3 separate regions of the Sus scrofa genome follow, and regions 1 and 3 are each linked to region 2. A link is a contact called in public Hi-C and HiChIP or PLAC-seq data. All regions are on one chromosome and are shown on one strand. Each heading gives the region's core, a stretch centred on a gene start, on an enhancer-like site or on the middle of the called end of the contact. The rest is flanking DNA. Distances are from core to core; before and after follow the strand shown. Region 1 holds the start of LOC100153925 (mitotic-spindle organizing protein 2B). Region 2 holds the start of CRKL (crk-like protein). Region 3 holds the start of MED15 (mediator of RNA polymerase II transcription subunit 15).

Evidence for each region. Hi-C and Micro-C count contacts between places; a contact is called where the count stands out from the background. HiChIP or PLAC-seq counts read pairs in DNA pulled down with a chosen protein or histone mark.
Region 1: a contact with region 2 is called in a Hi-C map of liver, with 3 times the contacts expected there. The contact joins the promoter of LOC100153925 here to the promoter of CRKL in region 2. A contact is called at or near these places in 1 of 5 promoter capture datasets (fetal skeletal muscle), 4 of 47 Hi-C or Micro-C datasets (blood, heart right ventricle, liver and 1 more) and 2 of 2 datasets of contacts at active chromatin or transcription factors (alveolar macrophages and skeletal muscle).
Region 3: an H3K27ac HiChIP or PLAC-seq map of alveolar macrophages shows a contact between it and region 2. The contact joins the promoter of MED15 here to the promoter of CRKL in region 2. A contact is called at or near these places in 1 of 47 Hi-C or Micro-C datasets (liver) and 1 of 2 datasets of contacts at active chromatin or transcription factors (alveolar macrophages).

Annotation. Positions count from the first base shown.
Region 1 is chr14:50,662,717-50,665,951 of Sscrofa11.1, reverse strand. LOC100153925 (mitotic-spindle organizing protein 2B) reads left to right here and starts at 1,403. Exons shown (of 3, transcript XM_001929600.2): 1 at 1,403-1,892; 2 at 1,985-2,133. The coding sequence starts at 1,729. It overlaps SMPD4 (sphingomyelin phosphodiesterase 4), which reads right to left and starts at 2,464. Exons shown (of 19, transcript XM_001929589.6): 1 at 1,189-2,464. The coding sequence starts at 1,263.
Region 2 is chr14:50,527,031-50,530,267 of Sscrofa11.1, reverse strand. It overlaps CRKL (crk-like protein), which reads right to left and starts at 1,318. Exons shown (of 3, transcript XM_003132994.4): 1 at 546-1,318. The coding sequence starts at 856.
Region 3 is chr14:50,758,006-50,761,009 of Sscrofa11.1, reverse strand. MED15 (mediator of RNA polymerase II transcription subunit 15) reads left to right here and starts at 1,700. Exons shown (of 17, transcript XM_021073412.1): 1 at 1,700-1,882. The coding sequence starts at 1,815.

The sequences.
Region 1 (3,235 bases), core at 154-2,653, 140 kb before region 2:
TTTGCTATTTCTTTGGGCCGCTCCCGTGGCATATGGAGGTTCCCAGGCTAGGGGTCGAATCGGAGCCACAGCCACTGGCCTACGCCAGAGCCACAGCAACGCGGGATCCGAGCCGCGTCTGCAACCTACACCACAGCTCACGGCAACGCCAGATCATTAACCCACTGAGCAAGGGCAGGGACCGAACCTGCAACCTCATGGTTCCTAGTCGGATTCGTTAACCCCTGCGCCACGACGGAACTCCCCCTGTCAAGAATCTTAAAGAATTGGTCCTGGGACACCAGCTGGTCTTCTCCCCGGGTGCCAGCCTTCCTTTCTACCAACACTTTTGGCTTTCCAGCAGTGTGAGCAGCCCAACCTGAGTTCGGTAACACCGAGTCTGTTCAACTCTTAATTAAACTAGCTATCAGTTTCCGTTTCAAGGAAGACAAAATGCTTAAGCCCTGAACCAAGTGGTCAAGAGAACATTGTGCACTATTCCAAAATGACCAAAGCAGAATAAAACCCTGAACTGTTTGCAAAGGGCAGAGGTTTGGAGATGATAAGGTGAAATTAGCTCCTTGCTCACAGTCTGCAGAGGCAGCGGCTGAAGGAATGAGTCCTAGGCGCCCAATCAGGGTGTTTCGGGGAGAGAGGAGCGTCTCTCCGCCCCGGTTCTCGCTGCTGCGTCCCTCTGCGCCGTGCACCAAGCCTGAACTTCGCCCCCGCCACCTCCGCCCTCGCTGCCTTCAAGAGAGGATCCCGACCTGGTTTCAGGGTTCCTCCTGGGACCCGCAGCGCCAGTAGCGCCAGTCTTGCCAGGGCCTCCCTCTGCCCGCGCGCTGGAAGAAAGGCGTGCTCCCATCTGCTGCTCATGACAAGGGAGCATCTGGGCCCTCATGTCACAGACAAGGAACCCAAGTCTCCGCAAAGCCAGTCCACACGGGGAGGAAAGATAGAGCCGGGATCCACCCCTGCTCTCTCCACACCGCTCGCTGAGCCGCAGGCTCTCCCCGCTCCACTTCGTTCAGCGAACGTTAACCGAGCGCCCACAAGGTCGGGGCGCGCGGGAAGGCGCAGCTGGGCCCCGGCTCCCGGCCGGCCCAGCCCGAGGCCCGGGGCTCGCGTAGGAACGGAGACGGCTCGGGCAGAGGGTCTAGGTGGCCGCCAGGTAATTGGGATAGACCACGCGCGACTCCCGCCACTCACCTGAGAGACCCACAGGGTCGCTCGCTTTAGGGATGGAGGCCGCCATTCGGCGAACCGGCGCCGAAATGTCGTCATCAAGCTGCGCGTGGCGTCACCTCCCCTTTACAAACGGGAAAAGCGCCGCTTTCTCTTTGGGCTGCTTCTTTAAAAGGCGCGTGCGCAAAGTGTAGTCCCGTGGGTTTATGGGACCGCAAGGGGGCGCCCACCTAGGAAAAGAGCGCGCGTGCACGTAAGGCCTGTGCGTTACTGCCTAGAGGCGCGCCTCCTACCGGACCCGGCGCGAAACAGTACACTCTGGGTCCAACGGGCATTTATTGATCGCCCACGGTATGCCAGCGTGAGATACTCTGGATGCCGTCACCGCCGTGAGAGCGTAGAGAAGACCAGTCGCCGAAGAGCGGGTCTCCTTCCAACGCCCGGCGCCGCCCGGGCCCGGATCTGAGCGCCGGATGGCAGGGGAGCTGCTGGGAGAGGAGGGCGCGGCGGGCCGGTAGGGGGCGCGGCGGGGCTGTACCGGGTGGGGGACCCAGCCGCAAGCAGATGGCGGCGCCAGGCGCGGGGCCCGGGCCGGGGGCGCCACCAGGGCTGGAAGCGGCCCTACAGAAGCTGGCGCTGCGGCGGAAGAAGGTGCTGAGCGCCGAGGAGACGGAGCTGTTCGAGCTGGCTCAGGCTGCGGGCGGCGCCATGGACCCCGAAGTGTTCAAGTGAGCGCGCGGCGGAGTCGGGTTTCGGGGTTCCGGGGGACTGACGGCCCGGGCGAGGAAGGCTCACCGCGCGCCGGGTCTGTTCTCTCTAGGATCCTGGTGGACCTGCTAAAGCTGAACGTGGCGCCCCTCGCCGTATTCCAGATGCTGAAGTCCATGTGCGCTGGGCAGCGGCTGGCGAGCGAGCCCCAAGACCCCGTGGCCGTGCCCCTGCCCACGACCAGCGTGCCTGAGACCCGAGGTCAGAGCTGGGCCTGGGCGGCGGGTGTAGGGCGGGAGCGGGAGGTGGGCAGTGCCTGGCACATCGGGGCTTGCTTAGCCCTGAGTAGCCAGGCTTTTCTGTTGCTTTTGTCCCGGGACTGCTCCAAGGGCTGGCCCTTTGGGCTCCTGTCCCCAGCTTCAACTTTGCTACCACCTTCGAGGATGCACATCCAGATCAGGTAGATGCAGGATGGGTGGCCAAAGCAGACCAGGCCTCCTCTGGGACTTGTGTACACTGGCGTCTTGCCACCTCTGCATTCCTGTCTTCATCCCATGAACATGGAAACAAAGTGGCTTTGGTTCCTGTTCTCGTGGCACTTGTCGCCTCAACTGAAGAGACCTTCCTGCGCCCCCTTGTCTGCACCCTACCCGGCCCAAGTCCTGCCCAGGAGTCCCAACAGCTAAGCTTCCATCCTTGGGGCTGCAGATGGACCTCAGTCTGGACCGTCATGGCTGAGAAATGAGCAAGTGCTGGTGACCAGGGTGACGTGGTGGAGCTCTTACTCTCCTTGCTTGTCACTTCTGCTCCCAATTTTTAGAAACCCTCTGAAAGGCAGCAGAACCTTGGCCAGAAACACCCTGAGAAGGGGCTGATATTGGGTGGAGGGGCAGTCAGGCCCTGTGGGTGGGAGCGCCAGGGCCCCAGGCACTGTGCCCCCATTCTGAGAGGCCTTGAGTGCTGGAGTGCAGGCCTCCTCACTGATGTACACTGTCTGCTCTCTTTGTGTCTCTCTCCGACCTCCAGAGGCCTCCTTTCTCTCTGCCAAGAACTGTACCCCCCCTGCAAGGCCCTCCTTTTCCTCGGCCCGGCAGACTGCGGCCTCTCCGATTCTGCTCCACGGCCCAGCTGCCTCGCACTCGCCTCTCTCTCCAGGGCCCCCCGGTTCCCTCCGGTTCTCTTGCTGCCTGTTCTCTCCTTTTGAAGGTTGCGTTTATTAGTTTATCTCTGGGGGTTGGTGCTCTCTCCTGTTTCCACGGAAACTACCATGGCCCCCAGAAAGCTAGAGCAGCATTGAGCTGCAAGAGCAGGACCTGGCTGGCCATCCCACCATGCAGCTTAGTGACAGCAGTGATGGGCCCAA
Region 2 (3,237 bases), core at 69-2,568:
GTTGAAGCCAATGCACCCTCTTTCAAAATCTTTGTTAACTAACGTATTATAAAATAGGTGCCAGGCTTATTTCAAATTAACACCAGGATACAGTTCTGATATTTCAGTTAATATTTCAGTTAAAGATACTGTTTCTAAATGGTAAATCATTTTCATCTGTCGTGTGGTGTTCCAAAGGCTGCAGTCCAGGAGTTCCTCACCTGGAGTTCAGAGACAAGACCTTGAAAGGTGTGCAACTTGTGGGTGTGTGTGCGCGCGCGGGCGCGCGCTTGTGGGGGGGCCGGGTGGCGCCAAGCCTATCTTCAGTCTGTGTCCCAAAAAATGTTTCAGAAACAACAAAATCCTGCTTTACCATGAAACTTAGACGACGCAAAAAGCGCCCATTTTTAACGATGCACCCACAGTTCAATACATTTCAAATGCACCCCCTTATCCGCAGCGACCCAGACGCTGACACTACCTTCCGCTCGGAATGCCTTATGGAGAACAACGCGGTTCAGAAGGCGGGGATCTGGGCCCACCCACACCACGCCCCGCCCGCGTACCTGGGCGCTGGCTCGATGAGGGTGGTGGTGTCCAGGTAGTGGATCTTGTAGAACTCCAGCAGGGCCGGCAGGTGGTCGAACTCCTGGTCCCCGATCTTGAAGCGGCGGTTGGGCAGCGAGTTGATGATGTAGTGGGACACCCGCGAGTTCTCGGATACCGACAGCACGTAGTCGCCGGGGCAGGTGGACGAATCGCGGACCAGAAACATTCCGTGGCGCTGGCCCTGGAGCCGGGTCTGCGCCTCCTGGCGAGACACGGGCCCCATATACCAGGCCGAGCGGTCTGAGGAGTCGAACCTGGCGGAGGACATGGTGCGGCGGACGGGCGGCTGTTCTGCCTGCGCTGGACGTTCCGCCCGAGTCGGCGGCGGCCGGGCCTCTGGCTCCCCGCTCCTACGGGGCCGAGCGCGGGCCTTCCTCCCGGCCGCGGGCCCGCAGCATCCTCCGCGCCGCCCGCCTGCCCCGCGGCCGCCTCACCAACGGAGCGGCTTGGAGGCGCGGGCCCAGCCCGGGTCGCGGCGGCGAAGCCGAAGGCAGAGGAGGCCTCCTGGGGAGCCTCCGGTCACTCCTGACCCGGCGCGCACCGGCCTCCGCCCCCGAAGCTCCGCACCTAACCCGCGGCTACGCCAAGTACAGGACCCTCAGGAGCGCAGCGCCGCGCCGCCAGGGCCACTTCACCCAGCCCGCTCCCAAGAGCCACAGCAACAAAATGGCGGACGCGGGAGAAGCGGCCGGCCACCTCCCCCTCCGATCTGCGCTCCCGGTCTGCGCACGCGCAGGGCCAACCCCCGGCGGTCGCCGGGGCCCTCCCCGTGACGTCAGGCGGAGCGGCCAATCGGGAGCGCAGGCATACGGGCGGGGCGCGCGGCGCCCGTGCGCGTTCCCGCGCGCCGGGCACTCTTCTTGGACAGCCTGGGGAGCTGCCGGGAAGCGGCTGGGGCGGCGCACGAGCGGCGTCTCTGAGACCCGCTCTGGGAACAAAGCGAAGCGGGCGGGCTTCTGCTGAGTGGAGGGGTCGCGGAGCCGCCGCCCCTCGGGCTGCTGCCACATGCCCTGGATGGGGTTCGGTCCACCGCCTTCCCCGCGGGGCTAGCGCAGCGCCGACCTCGCGGGTGGAATGAATGGCTGCGGGGAGCATTCCCCGGGCTGGAAGGAGGGGAAGGCGTGTCCGAACCTGTACCTAGAGCCCTGTGCTCCGGCCCACGGGGCCGTTCGCGCCGGGGTGAACCCATCCCACGCCGTAGGGGCTGGGTGGTGTCCGCTCCCGGGTGAACTCGGGCAGCGCCTTGGTCCGCTGCCTTCGTGACTCAGCAGGTTTTCAGGTCCCGGTGCTCTCCTGTGTGCTCGGCTTGGACTGAATCGCTCCATGTCAAACATTTATAAATATATATGGAAATATATATATTTCCATTTCTAGTATATTTATTTTCTTCCAGTTTTATTGAGCTATAATCGGCACACAGCACGTACAAGTTTAAGATGCAAAGAATAATGTTTTGATTTACATACTGAAATGATTGTCACAGTAAGTTTATTGAACGTACATATAGGTGCAGAATTAAAGAAATAGAAAAAAAATTAATGGAGTTCCTGCAGTTGCGCAGTGGGTTAAAGAATCCTACTGCAGCGGCTTGGATCTCTGCAGTGGTGCGGGTTCCAGCCCCAGCTGGGGCAATGAGTTAAAGGATCCAGCCACAACTGTGGCTGGGATTCAATCCCTTGCCTGGAAATTTACATACAACACTGTATTAGTTCCTGGTACACAACATAGTTATTTATCGTTTCTCTGATTTCAGAATGATCACTGTCGGTACCATCATGCCATATTTATTATTATTATTATTGTTATTGCTTTTTAGGGCTGCATATGGAGGTTCCCAGGCTAGGAGTTGAATAGGAGCTACAGTTGCCAGCCTATGCTACAGCCATAGCAATGCAGGATTCGAGCCATGTCTGCTACCTACACCACAGCTCTCTGCAATGCCAGAGACCAGGGATCAAACCCACAACCTCACTGGTTACTAGTTGGATTCGTTTCCACTGTGCCACAACAAGAACTCCAAGCCTCATATATTGTTAAACGAGCTAATAACACATTAAAGTGCTTGGAGTAGTCCCCTGCACATATTAAGCAGAAAGCAGAATAACATGTTTTCTTATTCTTTTTTTTTTTTTTTTTTTTTTTTTTTTTTTTTTGCTGCACCTGCTATATGCAGAAGTTCCTGGGTAGGAGATTGAACCTCCACCACAATGCCAGATCCTTAACCCACTAGGCCACCAGGGAGCCTATGCAAGTTTTTGGTTTTATTACTTAGCCTCTCCCTAGGCTTCCTCCATAAACCTAAAGGTGTGTGGATCTCTCAATAGGCAGGTGAAGGTGGGGAGAAAAGTCTCCATCTTATTTTCTAGCTACTTTTCACTGACAGATTTTACCTCATTGTCATCCACTCCTTTGCCGGAAACTGGCCTTTGGACATCATCACTTATGTCCACTGAAGCCATCACATTCCTTGGTCTTCTGGCCCTATGTGTTTATACTGAAAATCTCTGTCTGGAGTTCTCTGGTGGCTCAGCAAGTTAAGCACCTGTTGTCACTGCGGTGGCTTGGGTTTAATCCCTGGCCTGGGAACTTTTGCAAGCCCTGGGTGTGGCCAAAGAAATTCTTTCTAGAGAGACTCCTGTTTGGTTTGGT
Region 3 (3,004 bases), core at 451-2,950, 230 kb before region 2:
GCTGGGCAGGTTAAGGACCCAGTGTAGTCTCCATGAGGATTCGGGTTTGATCCCTGGCCTCTCTCTCAATGGGTTAAGGTTTCTGCGTTGCCACAAGCTACATTATAAGTTGCAGAGGTGGCTTGAATCTTGAGTTGCTTTGTCTGTGGCGTAGGCTGGCAGCTGCAGCTCTGATTTGATCCCTGGCCTAGGAACTTCCATATGTCGCAAGTTTGGCCATTAAAAAAAAACAAAATGGAATTCCTGTTATGTCTCAGCAGTAACGAACCCGACTAGGAATCATAAGGATGCGGGTGCAATTCCTGGCCTTGCTCAGTGGGTTAAAGATCCAGCATTGCCATGAGCTGTGATGTAGGTCACAGACACAGCTCAGATCTTTTGTTGCTGTGGCTCTGGTGTAGGCTGGCAGCTACAGCTCCGATTCGACCCCTAGCCTGGGAACCTCCATATGCCACAGGAGCAGCCCAAGAAATGGCAAAAAGACAAAAAAAAAAAAAAAAAGTTTGCAGATATGAACAGCTCTCCTATCAAGGCAAGACCTGAAAACTGAGGGTAACTGTGGAAACTGTTCACACCTTTCTTTTCCAATCTTCCCTACTCCACACCCCCCAACTCCTGCCTGGTGCCCAGGGACACTGGGTGGATACAGCCCCTCCTGGACCTGGCACTTATTAGGCCTTGGTAGGTGCCGGTTCTGTGAGGCCCACCTTGGTGACTGTCTATTTAGCACTTGTGGACCATTTGGGCCCAGGATTATTGTCATCTGCTTTCTTTCCCCAGGGGCACAGACAAGGCTCCATAGGTTCAATCTGGCAGAATTTTTTTTTTTTTTTTTTTTTGGTCTTTTGTGGCAGAATTTTTATCTGCAGGCTCTACCCCTCTCCTCCCTTCCAGCTGACCTCTATCTCCCTTGCCTCCTTCACCCAGCAAGTTTGTGAGCCATCCTCAAGCACTTGGCTGTGTTCTCCATGGACATAGCTGTTGCAACAAAGAGGAAAGCATGTCTAAAAATTAACAATGTGATTTGGGTTCCTCACAACCCCAAACCCTGTATAATATAGTCATTGGTTGGGACATGTGATTCCAAAAGTCTAACAGAGGAGTTCCAGTCATGGCACAGCAGAAATGAATCCGACTAGGAACCATGAGGCTATGGGTTTGATCCCTGGCCTCCCTCAGTAGGTTAAGGATCTGGCATTACTGTGGCTGTGGTGTAGGCTGGCAGCTGTAGCTCCGATTAGACCCCAAGCCTGGGAACCTCCATATAACGCGGGTTCGGCCCTCAAAGACAAAAGACACAAGACACACACCCAAAAAACAAAAAGTCTTAACAGAGAGACCCAGTGGTGGGAGGAGCTCTCGTCGCTCTTGGGATGCGGTGCTGGAAGGCAACCTCCAAGGAGGCAGGGCCCAGGCGGCGAGGGCATCGCAGGGCACATAGTTGGTGCAGATAAATCTCTAATAAAGTCTCCCCACGGTGTTCTCTTGAATAGCTGGCGGCTGCGCCAGGCTTCCGCAAGGGGTGTGGATCCCCCTGACTTGCATGGCCAGCACACAGTAGGGCCACGGGTGATGCTGGTGGTCAGGTGCAGCTCCCATCAGCCTGGGGCCTCCAGGTGAGCGGCGGGGTAGGGCTCCCTGAGGCCTGCGCACTCCATTTCCCACAGGCCCGCGCGCGACTTCATTTCCCACAATTCCCGCTCCGCTTCCGGCGCGGCCGGGACGCCACCGAGGGCTTCCGGGTTTGGACCTGGCGCTGCGGTTGAGGCGGCGGCTGCCGAACCGGGAGCGGGCTGTGGGAAAGTGGTATCGGCATGGACGTTTCGGGGCAGGAGGCCGACTGGCGGAGCGCCGCCTTCCGGCAGAAGCTGGTCAGCCAGATGTAAGTACGGGCCGAGTGGCGGCCTGACCCCCGGGCCTTCCCCTCAGCCCTCCTCACGGCGGGAGCGGGGGTGCGGCCGGACCCTAGGGGTCCCGGGCGCCGGACCGCGGGGGACGCAGGCGCGGCCCTCCCTGTGCCCGCGCCGCTCTCGGCCGCCATGGCCGCCAGTTAGCGTTCCTGCGCCGAACTCTGCCAGTCGCCTAGCCCCAGCTTGTGAGTCATCGCCCTGCGCTTTCTCACTCGTCGTTTGTGTGCTTGGGACTCAGCCTTCCCCCTGCGCCGCGTACGCTGCGGACAGCAGAGGCCGGGGCCGCGGTGGCGTCTTCTGCAGGCCTGGGCGCTTTGCTATTCCCTCTCCAGAGACGCCTTCAGGCGAGGAGGAGGTGGATGAAAGGGGTGGTGGGGACAAGAATCTACGGGTGACACCCCCGCCCCGGGATGGACTTCGCGGGAGGGTGGCAGGAAGAGGCTGTCAGGAAGCGACCTTCGCTCGGAAGGGGGAGTGGAGAGCTGGGACTAGTGCTCCTCCCTGGTCTCCGCTGGTTGCAGGGGCTGCCGTGCGCCCTAGGCTGCACGCGGGTTTCCAGTTCCTCCACACCGGCTGGGCTCGCCTGACTGTTGTGCTCTGTTGCCGGGGATCAGCTTGAGACAACCCCCTGCCCTCGGGGGACGCGCCGTGAAGGCGCAGTTATGGTGCAGTCTTTTTCCTACCGGATGAACAGTTTGCCAGGAGCCGCCTTGGGGAGTAGGCGACAAATAAACTGAGTCCCGGAAAGACAAGTAGGAGTATGAAAGGCCATCGTTGCAAGCTGAGGAGTGGGGAGGGGAGTGTGAGCGCTCACTGCGTGGAGGACGTCGTGCTAGGCTGAGAGTTCTGGGGTTTGAGGAGAGACGATCGTGGAATGAGGGCGGGCAGGTGCTGGCTCGTTAGTGGTAGAGTGTTGTGCTGGGGAGGTGAGCCTGTATTTGGCTTGGGGCCTGCTTGGAGATACTGACCTGCCAGAGTTGGGAAGATCCGCCGAGTCCCTGGAGGTGGATCTAGAACAGAGGAGAGAGTACCAGTTAGGACTTTATGAGAGCTTTGAGCTCTTGGGGTCTGGGGCCCTGTCGTTTCTGACACAT